Regions from separate parts of the Mus musculus genome. Here region 1 is linked to region 2. Evidence: chromatin contacts called from public Hi-C data. All regions are on one chromosome and are shown on one strand. Each heading gives the region's core, a stretch centred on a gene start, on an enhancer-like site or on the middle of the called end of the contact. The rest is flanking DNA. Distances are from core to core; before and after follow the strand shown. Region 1 overlaps Gm40578 (a long non-coding RNA gene). Region 2 holds the start of Mark3 (MAP/microtubule affinity regulating kinase 3).

Region 1 (4,736 bases), core at 1,415-3,914, 75 kb after region 2:
TCTTCCCGTGTTCATGTGTGTGTTCACAGAGACAGAAGTCATTACACAATGTACACAGTTCCCGGGGCTTGAGCACAGCGTCAAAGTTGGCTATTGTTTGTCAGTAGAGTTAAGATAGAAAGGGGGCTGGGTGGTGGTGGTGCATACCTTTAATCTCAGCCCTGAGTTCTAGGCCAGCCTGGTCTTCAGAGCAAGTTCCAGGATAGGCAAGGCTGTACAGAGAAACCCTGTCTTGGGGGTCGGGGAGCAGAATAAAAGAAAGGGAGCCAGTGCCTAAACTTGTGGGGGGGTCAGTCTGGCATGCCAGGTTCTACTCCCTTTGCAGTCTGTGGCTTTATGGGGTCTCTAGGGTCCCCTTGGTGGCTCATGGTAGGGATGTTTGAATACCATAGTCACATGGGCATGAGGAGAGAAGGGCCTACCTGCAGGAGCATTGTGAGGCATGTACTCTGCACCGAGACTTACCTGGGACTTTTTTAAAGGCAGGTTCCTACTTTGTAGCCCTGGGTAGCCTAGAACTCACTATGTAGACCAGGGTGGCCTCACAGAGCTTTGTCTGCCTCTGACTCCTGAGTGCTAGGATTAGAGACATGGGCTATCATACCTGGTTACCTGTGCCTTTTTTTTTTTTTTTAATACCTGGGGCAGGAGAGACGACTTAGAGGTTAAGTGGGAGATACTGGTCTTCCAGAGGACCTGAGTTTAGTTCTCTGCACATACTTCTGTGCCACCCTGCATCTGCTTTCCCCTCAGGGTAGCTAGGCTCGTTCTGGAACCAGCTGGACTAGAGGGAGGGACGCTTAGCTGGGTGCAGGTGAGTGCAGTGCAGGATCTAGCTTGGGTAATGAACAGCTGGGAACAGCTTCAGAGAAATGGTTCCATTTACTGAGGGGTACTTATGCCCCTGGAGAGGTGGCCAGAGTCTCTGGGGCAAGGTTTATATGGCTGTGTGTGTACCAGGGCAGGGGTCAGGGCTGTTGGAAGATGCTTTATCTACATACTCAGGGGCTTTTAATGTGTGTGTGTGTGTGTGTGTGTGTGTGTGTGTGTGTGTGTGTGTGTGTGTGTGTGTGTGTGTAGGGACCCTATAAGGTCAAACAAGGAGTGAAGCTTGGTTACTGTCAGGGTAATAAATTCTTACTAGGGTTAGCGGGGCTGGTTTTATGGAACAGATTGGGAAGCAGGAGGGAGCCAACTCCTTCTGTCCTCAAGTTTGAGGTGTCTGGGTTTGAAGCTCCTCTGTAACCCTGGGCCATGAAGGTCCCACAGCTCCTCTCTCTTGCTTTATAAGAGGGCAGTATCATCAAAGTCAGCATCCATGTGGGGGATGGTTTGATACTGGACCAGAACCTGATTGGCAGTGGTTCGTGCACTGCTACTTATCTGTTGTTTTGGAAACTGGATGGGGCAAAGTACCAGGAGGAGAAGGGGAGGAGCCAAGCCATCAGGGTGGGTACCATGGGGTAGGGTGCTGGGTGCATAGCATGTCCTGAGGTCTCCCTGGAGATCTTTGAGCCTTTGTCAGTTTTGTTCCACCAGCCCCATTCATTGACAAAGGAGCCACATTCTTCCCCCAACACAATGCAAGCCACGCCCCTCCCTGCTCAGCAGCCAATAAGTCTAGAGTTCTGTAGAACAACCCTTGCTGGGGGGGGGAGGGGGGAGATCTGTCGATGGAGGGACTAGAGACTGTCCAAGGAGGAAGGTACAGCTGGGTAAAACTTATCCTGGAAATCGCCAGCCAGATGGTGTGTCTGGACGAGGGCTGCTCCAGCGGGGCTCATGACGCCCAGTTGAGATGGTGGACAGAGGGATGAAGACGTCCCTGGTCCCCTCCCAGCTGTAAAGTGCGTTCTTTGGGCTCATAGAGATAAACCTGGGGAACAATCGTTGCAGGGGTGCAGAAACTTTGAAAAGCGGGGTTTAATGCAGGAACTGGTTATGTTATTGCACCGGAGAAGAGCAAGGGGGAAGGGTAACACATACTGGCTTGGTGACCGTGATGTTACTGCAGTGTGTAGGATGGGACCTTGAAGAGGGCCTATGAGGCAAAGGGGGAGGATAGATTAAAAGAAGGAATGTTTTGTAAGTTTTGTGTGGGTAAGGCCCACAGGGTTCATGAATCGAGTCGTTAATGGGATCAGCTGCCAACAGTGGATGGGAGGGGGAAGTGCAAAAGAAAAGGCGTAGAGAGATGACCAAGCCAGCTCAGTCAGTCAACAGGTTCTCCAGCGCAGGAGCAAGGATCAAAAAGAAAAAAGACAACTAGACAACTTTCTAGCATGACCCCAGCTGGTTCTGAGGCTGAGTCAGGTTAATTTTTTTTTTCCAGTCTGCTTTTATACCACTTTAATTACATGCAAATAATAAGGTGAGTTCTAGGTTGAGGAAGAAACAAGACAATAAACACAAATAGTCAAGGAACAAGCAAGGCAATAAACAAAGCCCCATGATCACTTTATCTAAGGGCTGATCAGGATGACCAGGATATCTGAGCCTACGTCTTTTTTCTAGCTCAAAATGGTGGTAAGTGTTTTGTTTGTTTGTCTTTTTTTCTAGCTCCAAATCAGATTCCTGCCAGAGCTTACTTCCCTGTCCTGGGCCAATGTCAGATTTCTGCCAAGCGGGCCCCAAAAGCTGTCCACAAAGAGAGTTAGGGGGAGGGCTAGGGGGAGGGCTAGGGGGAGGAGGCCCGCTGTTTAATGGATACATTGTAGCCAGGAGAGGGTGGCTTGAATCTCCTTTGGAGTTTGATTCTGTTAAAGAATGGTAACTGGGTAAAGGCCAATTTGGAGGCAGGGAGGAGTTGTCGGGAGATGTGCAGGTCCCCTACTGGGTATTTGGCGTAACTGTAAGGGTAGAGCTTACCCACAAGTCCCATTCATCATCATTTGTCCCAGGGACCACCAATGGAAAGCTGAAAATGAGTATTAATGTTAGTGAGCATGGTGCCACCTTGGCCAGGGGCGTGGATTCCATTCAGCATCTCCAAGATCTGCAGCCTCCATCTATGGAGGCTTTCTGGAGGCAGTCACCTGCGTTGTGGTAAGGGAAGCAGAGGAAAGGGCTGGGGGTAGTGGAGGGAGATGGAATTAGGGTGTAGCGGAATCTCAATCCAGGTCCGGCACCCTTCAAGGAGGCAGTCCTGGGTTCCTGTGATCTTACTGTGTCCATTATACACCTCTCTAGCAAAGAGAGGGTCTCCATTGATGGGTATCAGGAGGGTTAGGAATGAAGAAAAAGAAAGGCAGCCATCAGAGCATCGGAGAGGGAAGCCTGTGGGGGGCACGTGGCCTAGGCAGCTGCCACTAGGTCATGCATGTCCTGCCAGGAGATCCTGATCTACCAGTGGTGGTACCTCCTCGGCCTCCTCAGTCCTTCATCTGTCAGGAGGGGTGGGCCATCTTCTTGGTTGGTGGGGTGGTGTCGAGCATTTCTGACTGGAACCCAAATAGGCCTGGGCTGGTCCCATGGAACGACACAAACAAAACTCTTTCTGGTTGTGAGAAGGGGATCTGGTCCCTTTTAAATCCCATCCAAGGGATCGCATCATTGTACCAGGATGAGAGGAGTTGACCTGGTGAGTGCCAATGGAGGAGATGGGGAGGGTGTTTGCCACTCTTGTAAATATTAAATGTGTTTTGAATAGTCAGAGCCATCACTAATTGTTTGTTGGGTGGTAAGTGTTTTTGTTTGTTTGTCTTTAAGTTGCGCTTTTAGGGTTTGATGTGTTCTTTCCACTTCCCCTTGGCTCTGGGGGTTGTAAGAAATCCTGTGTGGTGGGGGATTTCTCATTGTGAGCAGAAGGTTTGAATTGGGAACTGGTAAAGGCAGAGCTGTTTTCAGTTGTTATCTGTTGAGGAATGCCCGTTATGGTGAAGGTGGAAAGCATATGGTGGACTATGGCCATTAGGGTCCCACACTTCTGGCAGCACACAGTCACCCCCAACTCCAGTTTTAGGGATCTAATGCCCTTTTCTGATGTCTATGGTGTGTATGTCATCCCCCCCCCCCACACACACACATAGCGTGCACAGACACAGTCATACCCACAAATGCACAAATATAAAAACAAGTATTTGTTTGTTTGTTTATTGTTTTGGTTTGTTTTGTGACAGTGTTTTTGTTTGTTTGTTTTTGTTTTTTGTATAGCCCTGGCTGTCCTGAAATTCTCTCTGTTGACCAGGCTGACCTTGAACTTGGAGGATCACCTGCCTCTGCTTCTGCCTCCTGAGTCCTGGGATTAAAGGTATGTGCCTCCATTGCCTAGCTTTAAAACAAATCTTTAAGGAACATGCCAGGTTGCACGGGATTTGCCTACTTCTTGTCCTGTGGAGCATCTCAAGCCACTGCTCATGTCACTTTCCACGTAGCCCTCAGTACAAGGTGTTTGCCAAAGCCTTTGAATGGGGAGCAATGTTCTCTCAGGAGCTTAGTTTTCTCTAGAGTCAGTTCTCTTATTCCAGCATCATGAGGTTCTGGTGACTAAACTCAGGCTGTCAGGTTTGTGCAGCAAGTACCTTTACATGCTGAGCTATCTCAGTGTGTGTGTGTGTGTGTGTGTGTGTGTATGTGTGTGGGTATGTGTATGTATATGTGTGTGTACATGTGTGTTTGTGTGTGTATGTATGTGTGTGTACGTGTGTGCACGTGTGTGTTTGTGTGTGTGTATATGTGTGTGTACGTGTGTGTTTGTGTGTATGTGTGTGTATGTGTGTGTATGTGTGTGTATGTAT
Region 2 (5,183 bases), core at 934-3,433:
GATAGATAGATAGATAGATAGATAGATAGATAGATAGATAGATAGACAGACAGACAGACAGACAGACATGGCAGATTAGATAGACAGACAGATGATAGTATAGAAATTTAAAGAAGACTAAAATGGTGTCTTTCATTATCATAAACCTGTTTCTTCAATTTAGAAAGCATAAGTTCTAGTTCTACCTAAAGTTTTGATTTCAATGATCAAAGCCAATCAACTGATTTACTTGCTTCATTTTTTAGGGTAGCCAAAGAATATGATGATCAATCAGGTCAAAGATAAGTTTCTTCAAAAGAACATAAAGAGGAAAGGTCTCAGGTGGATGTGTCTGTATCCTCTGCTGTGGGGAAACTGAGGCAGAGGCTCCCTTAGACAGCCCAAGCAACACAGCAAGAACTGTGGAACAAAGAAGTGAGGAAGAGAAAAAAAAGAGAAAGAAGGGGAGAAGGGTGAGGAAGGAAGAGGAGGGAAAAGGTCTAGTCTAAGCTCTCCCAGTTAGGAAATCTTCTATCTATCTCAGGGGGAAGAACATATACAACTGTATAGTAACACACCACAGAGATGACTTAGACCAAATAGATTAAATTACCTAATAGCTATCAAGCACAAGTGTCATTTTGAAGATTAAAATGAAGGCATTTGATACCACTAGGTCACCATGTCTAAGGATGGTTTTCAAAGCATGAAAACACCCGAAGCATGAAAGCTTTTCCAAAGAGACTGCATTTTCTTGCCAGCAGTTACCTCATAGCTCCGCATAATGAAAGGCCAGTGAAGTTTCTTTACAAGTTATTTACTAAATGCTTTACAGAGGACAAAGCTAGGCTGGAACACTTTGGAATCCGATGCGGAAGAAGAGTTCAAAAAACACTTGGGCAGGTCAAACATTTCTTCAGTAGAACTTCTACTACACGTTTGTCACTCCCTAGCAATGCTGCTCCAGGCTGTGGTTTGGTTTGGTTCTGCAGGTCCTTTCCAACAAAATCCTTTTACATAGATTTGCTGGGTGTGCACACTGGACCGGGCCTGAGAGCTACTCCAAGCCAACCTTTTGCAGCGGAAGGAAAAGGCAACCCAGTGGGTGTCCCTCGGCCGGGCAGCAGAACAGAGCAGAGCTTCACATCTGCTTCTCAAAACACTCAGCCCGCTGCTTCCGAACAGATTTAGCTTTGCCAAGGACGGGAAGCTACTCCTTGATAAAGGCAGCGGCTCTGGAGCAGAGAACTACTCTTGTGAGTGCGGGAACTACGGGGGCCCACAAGGATCTCTCCACGGGGCACTTAGTTTTGGCAGTTGTCATTAAACTTAGTCCCCTTTTAAAGGGCGCTCCGCTCGACCCGATTGGATCCTATTAATCTGCACCTAGGTCTGACTGGCAGGCTCAGACCCTGCCCGACGTTAAGAGGAGAGTTGTGTTCAACCGCGCACTGGCCGCAGCAGCGCACGGACGGGTAATGCTCAGCCGACCGTAAGGACAGCGCGCAGGCCGCACGCGCGCCGCAGGACAGGGCTGCGCCTTGACCCCTGCCTGGAGCATCTGGGCTGGATCCCCCTGCTACCACCCTGAGGGTCTGCCACCCTGCAGCGCAGTCCACTCACGTTTTCAGTGTCTCGTTCATTCACCGTTGGCAAAGGGGTCCTAGTGGACATCTTATTGCGCTTTGATTCCGCACAACGCCAAGGCGAAAACAAAACCGCCCAGCTTTGGGCGGCCGGCGAGCAGCGGCCGCGAGCCTCCGGGCCCTGCCCTCCCTGGCCGGAGTCTAGATCTCCGGCCTGGCCCGGGCCGTGCGCCCGCGGGCCCCGGGGCTCATTCTCCCCCAGCGCCGGCGGCCGCACTGGAAGCGGGCCGGCTGGCCGCCGCCGCAAGCCTCAGGGCACCTCACGGGCCTCGCGGGCCCCGCGCCTCCTCGCCGCTCGCAGCCGCAGCGCCGCGGAGCTCAGCCCCGGGGGCTCGACACGGCGCGGCCGGCAGCCCCTGAAGAGGCAGCAGCGCAGGAGGATGGAGCGGAGATGGAGCGCAAGACAGGCCGCCGCGGCCTGCAGGCGCCGACCATGGAGGGAGCCGCGGAGGAGGCGCCCACGCCCGGCTGCTTTCCCTTCTCCGGCTCGCTTTCCGCCCGGCCTCGCCCTGCCGGCTGCCACCGCCGCTCCCGGCACCTCAGGAGCCTTACAGACTCAAGATGGCCGCGCCTCGGCTTCCTCCGCTGCCTCCGGCTGCCGGAAGTGACGCTACGGCCGCCTGGAGTTCCGCCAATCAGCGCGGTCGGAGCTAGCTGCCGGCTGCTGTTGCTAGGGGCGACTCGTCCTGTTGGGTCTGAGGGGGTGGTGCCGTCGGAAAGGTCTTGCTTGGTCTCCTCTCTAGCGGGCGGAGAGTTCCAATGGTCCAGATTGCCTGGGCATCCCTGACCCCTCCGGACCACTTCCCTAGAGGGCATCCTGTGCCCGACTGCTGGGCTGGCATTTGCAGAGTACAGATCTAGGCTGTCTGGATTATACTACACATGAAGAGCCTACTGTTTGCAAAAATTGACTTTTCTTTCCCGCGGCCACGCTGCAAAGGATGGAGCTCCAGCAGCGAAGCAGCAGTCACTGGTCTAGCTGAAGAGGAAGGAGCCAGGCTCCTGCTTCGTAACCGAGGCATCTAGCATCCAGCCAAAGAACTTTTTTGCCTCTGACTAAGGAGCCACTGGTTATCGGAGCCGGCTCAATTGAATACCCATTCGGATGAAAGAGTGAAGTATAAAATAACAAGGTAGCACAAAAAGCTGGGAAGAGGGACTCGATGAGATCACGTAGACGCCCCCAGGATCAGATCCTAAATGCCGGTAGGGGCTTATATAATCAATATTTCTCTGTCTCTTCCTCTCCCTTTCGTTCTCTCACTCCCTCTATCCCTCACTTTTCCCCTCTGTCCCTTTCTCCTTCCTCCTCTCTCGCCTCTCCCTCTCTTACTTCAGTCTTCTGAAGAGCGATATTGCTACAGGCTTGGACCAGGGAGTGACCTGCAGGTGGAACTCTGAATATGCTGCCTCTTCTAGAAGGCCTGCTCAGCGTGTCACCTCTTTATGTCTTCTAAGGAGAGAATCCATTGGTAGAGGAGGGAGGGCTATGTGAGCCGGGGTAAGACAAACTGTTACTAATAGTCCACCTTGTGCCGGTTATTCATTAAGCCTCAGTGTAGCCGCATAAGATGCTCAGGCACAGCACGTGACCTAAAGTCTGGGTAAGTTGGTTACTTTACCCAGGCCATCGGTGGTGTTGGTTATAGAAGGATCTGAACCCCATTCCTACAGCTTTAGAAATGGCTAAACTTGTGAGTGACTAAACTTTGCTTTCTTTCCTTCTTATGTTTTGTTTGCTTGCTTTGGTTCTGCCCCCCCAACACCCCGATATCCTGGTGTATCCTGCTTTGTGAAACAACAGATCTTCAAACACCAGCATCACATCCAGAGAGGCCAGAGGGTCCCAAGACAAAACAAGCCGGGGCCAAGACGCACTCAGAGCTCCTATCTCACCCTCTTAGGGGTGTGCTCGGGGCACCAGATGGGTTATTAAATGTTATTCTCTTTCTCCCTTTTTGGTTAAGCAGAGGACTGCAGAGGAAAGCCTCTGAATCAAATGTTTGCTCCACACAGTTCAACTGAAATGTAGGTTGTGATGAGTGGACACGTGCTCCACAGCTAAGAGACCAACCGAGGGCATCCTATCCCACTCGTGGGTCTAAGGGGAGACTTACAGAAGGCATACTTACTCTGAAGATGGAATGATAGCTGAAGAGACAGAGTGATGCCTAGGGCCTGTCAGACACCCAGTTTAGCCTAATACAGAAAAGCACGGAGGTGAGAAACAACAGGGTGAATCCAAGGAAATTCAACAGGAGCATGTGAGAGGCAGGAGCCAGGGAGAGTTAGACATGGCCCGAAACAAGTTCTCCCCTCCACCCTGAGGAATTCTGGTGCTTCAGCACTGGCTCCTGAAGAATTGGGGAAACTTCCCAGAAGGTTGTCAGCCTCTCTCCGGCAGGAGCTTTACAGAGGTCTGTGGACACTTCAGAGCACCCACACGGGCCAGAGAAGTAACTGGTCACGAGGCTTCCCCCAGGGGGACTTCCTCACTCAAGCGACACATTAAACTCTGAGTCAATGAATGCCAGAGGTTAGGGGTAAAGATGACAGCACTTCACCTCAAGCTACCTCCTAGTTTTCATAAAGTTTGGAATTGAAGCTGACGAGATGTAGACTCACCGTAAAGAGCTGGAAGCAGCAAGCATATCTGTGGCCCATGAAAAGGGAGAGGGGGACCAGGAGGGCATGGGCTGGAGAAGGACGAGGTTGTGTCCAGAGGAATGGAGCAATTAAACTTTAAACTATTCTTTTCATAATTCTTGTTTCTGGCTTGATTTCCCGCCCCCTTATTATTATTTTTTTAGACAGTCTTGCAGCGTAGCTCAGGCTCAAGCCAATTCTCTCCCCCACCGGCCCTTTATTATTTATTTTTAGACAGTCTTGCTGCGCAGCTCAGGCTGGCCTTCAGTTCCTACCCTGCCTCAGCCTTCCTGAGGCCGAAAGTGCAAGTGTACACCCCGCATGCCCAGTCTGTTTCCTGTCCTCCTACTGAAGCAGTTCCTACCTTGAGCATCGTAACAACAAACCCACTGCAAGTCAGAAATGCACCCAGGGCTGGGGAGATGGCTCAGCGGTTAAAGGTCTCGGTGCTCAAGCAAAAGATTGGATCTCCCAAATCCACGTAAACTCCAGGTGGGCACAGCAGCTCGCTTGTGTCCCAGCGGTTGAAAGACAGGGTCTCTCCTTGCTCTGGAGCTCCCCACAGATTGGCTGGCTGTGCAGCCGGCCCCAGAGATCTTGCGCTCTCTGCTTCTTCAGCCCTAGGGTTACAAGCATGTACCACCACACCTGTCTTCTTTATCTGGGCTCCGAGCATAAGGCTCAGGTCCCTGTAGTTGCATGGCGAGCACTTCACATTCTGAATCTCCCTCTAGCACATGAAAGGCAGAGGCAGGAAGATCCATGAGTTCGAGGCCAATCTAGTGTAGAGAGTTCCAGTCCTGCCAAGATGACATAGAAAAAAAGACAGGGTGCAGGAGAGATGGCTCAGCAGTAACAAGTACTTGCTGCTCTTGTAGAGGACCTTTGTCCAGTTCCCTGCACCCTTACGAC

The links. A called contact is a pair of places that touch in the nucleus more often than the background predicts.
Region 1: a contact with region 2 is called in a Hi-C map of astrocytes, with 3 times the contacts expected there. The contact joins the enhancer-like site here to the promoter of Mark3 in region 2. A contact is called at or near these places in 8 of 39 promoter capture datasets (the 3T3-L1 cell line, 3T3-L1-derived adipocytes, embryonic stem cells and 3 more), 4 of 484 Hi-C or Micro-C datasets (astrocytes, nephron progenitors and uterus), 7 of 115 datasets of contacts at active chromatin or transcription factors (the SCID.adh cell line, bone marrow-derived macrophages, craniofacial prominence and 2 more) and 3 of 9 other capture datasets (adipose tissue, liver and pancreatic islet).

What each region holds. Positions count from the first base shown.
Region 1 is chr12:111,497,774-111,502,509 of GRCm38.p6, reverse strand. Gm40578 (a long non-coding RNA gene) reads left to right here. Exons shown (of 3, transcript XR_003950153.1): 1 at 1-3,045; 2 at 4,153-4,249. Among named protein-coding and RNA genes, the nearest start is that of Gm40578, 2.6 kb to the left of the region's middle. Within about 2 kb of position 2,664, at least 11 of the 459 cell types and tissues checked have an H3K27ac peak or open chromatin away from gene starts, as enhancers often do. A contact at or near this core is called in astrocytes, where this site is marked.
Region 2 is chr12:111,571,521-111,576,703 of GRCm38.p6, reverse strand. It overlaps Mark3 (MAP/microtubule affinity regulating kinase 3), which reads right to left and starts at 2,183. Exons shown (of 18, transcript NM_001370744.1): 1 at 1,603-2,183. The coding sequence starts at 1,653. 2810029C07Rik (RIKEN cDNA 2810029C07 gene) reads left to right here and starts at 2,302. Exons shown (of 2, transcript NR_045295.1): 1 at 2,302-2,831; 2 at 2,964-4,387.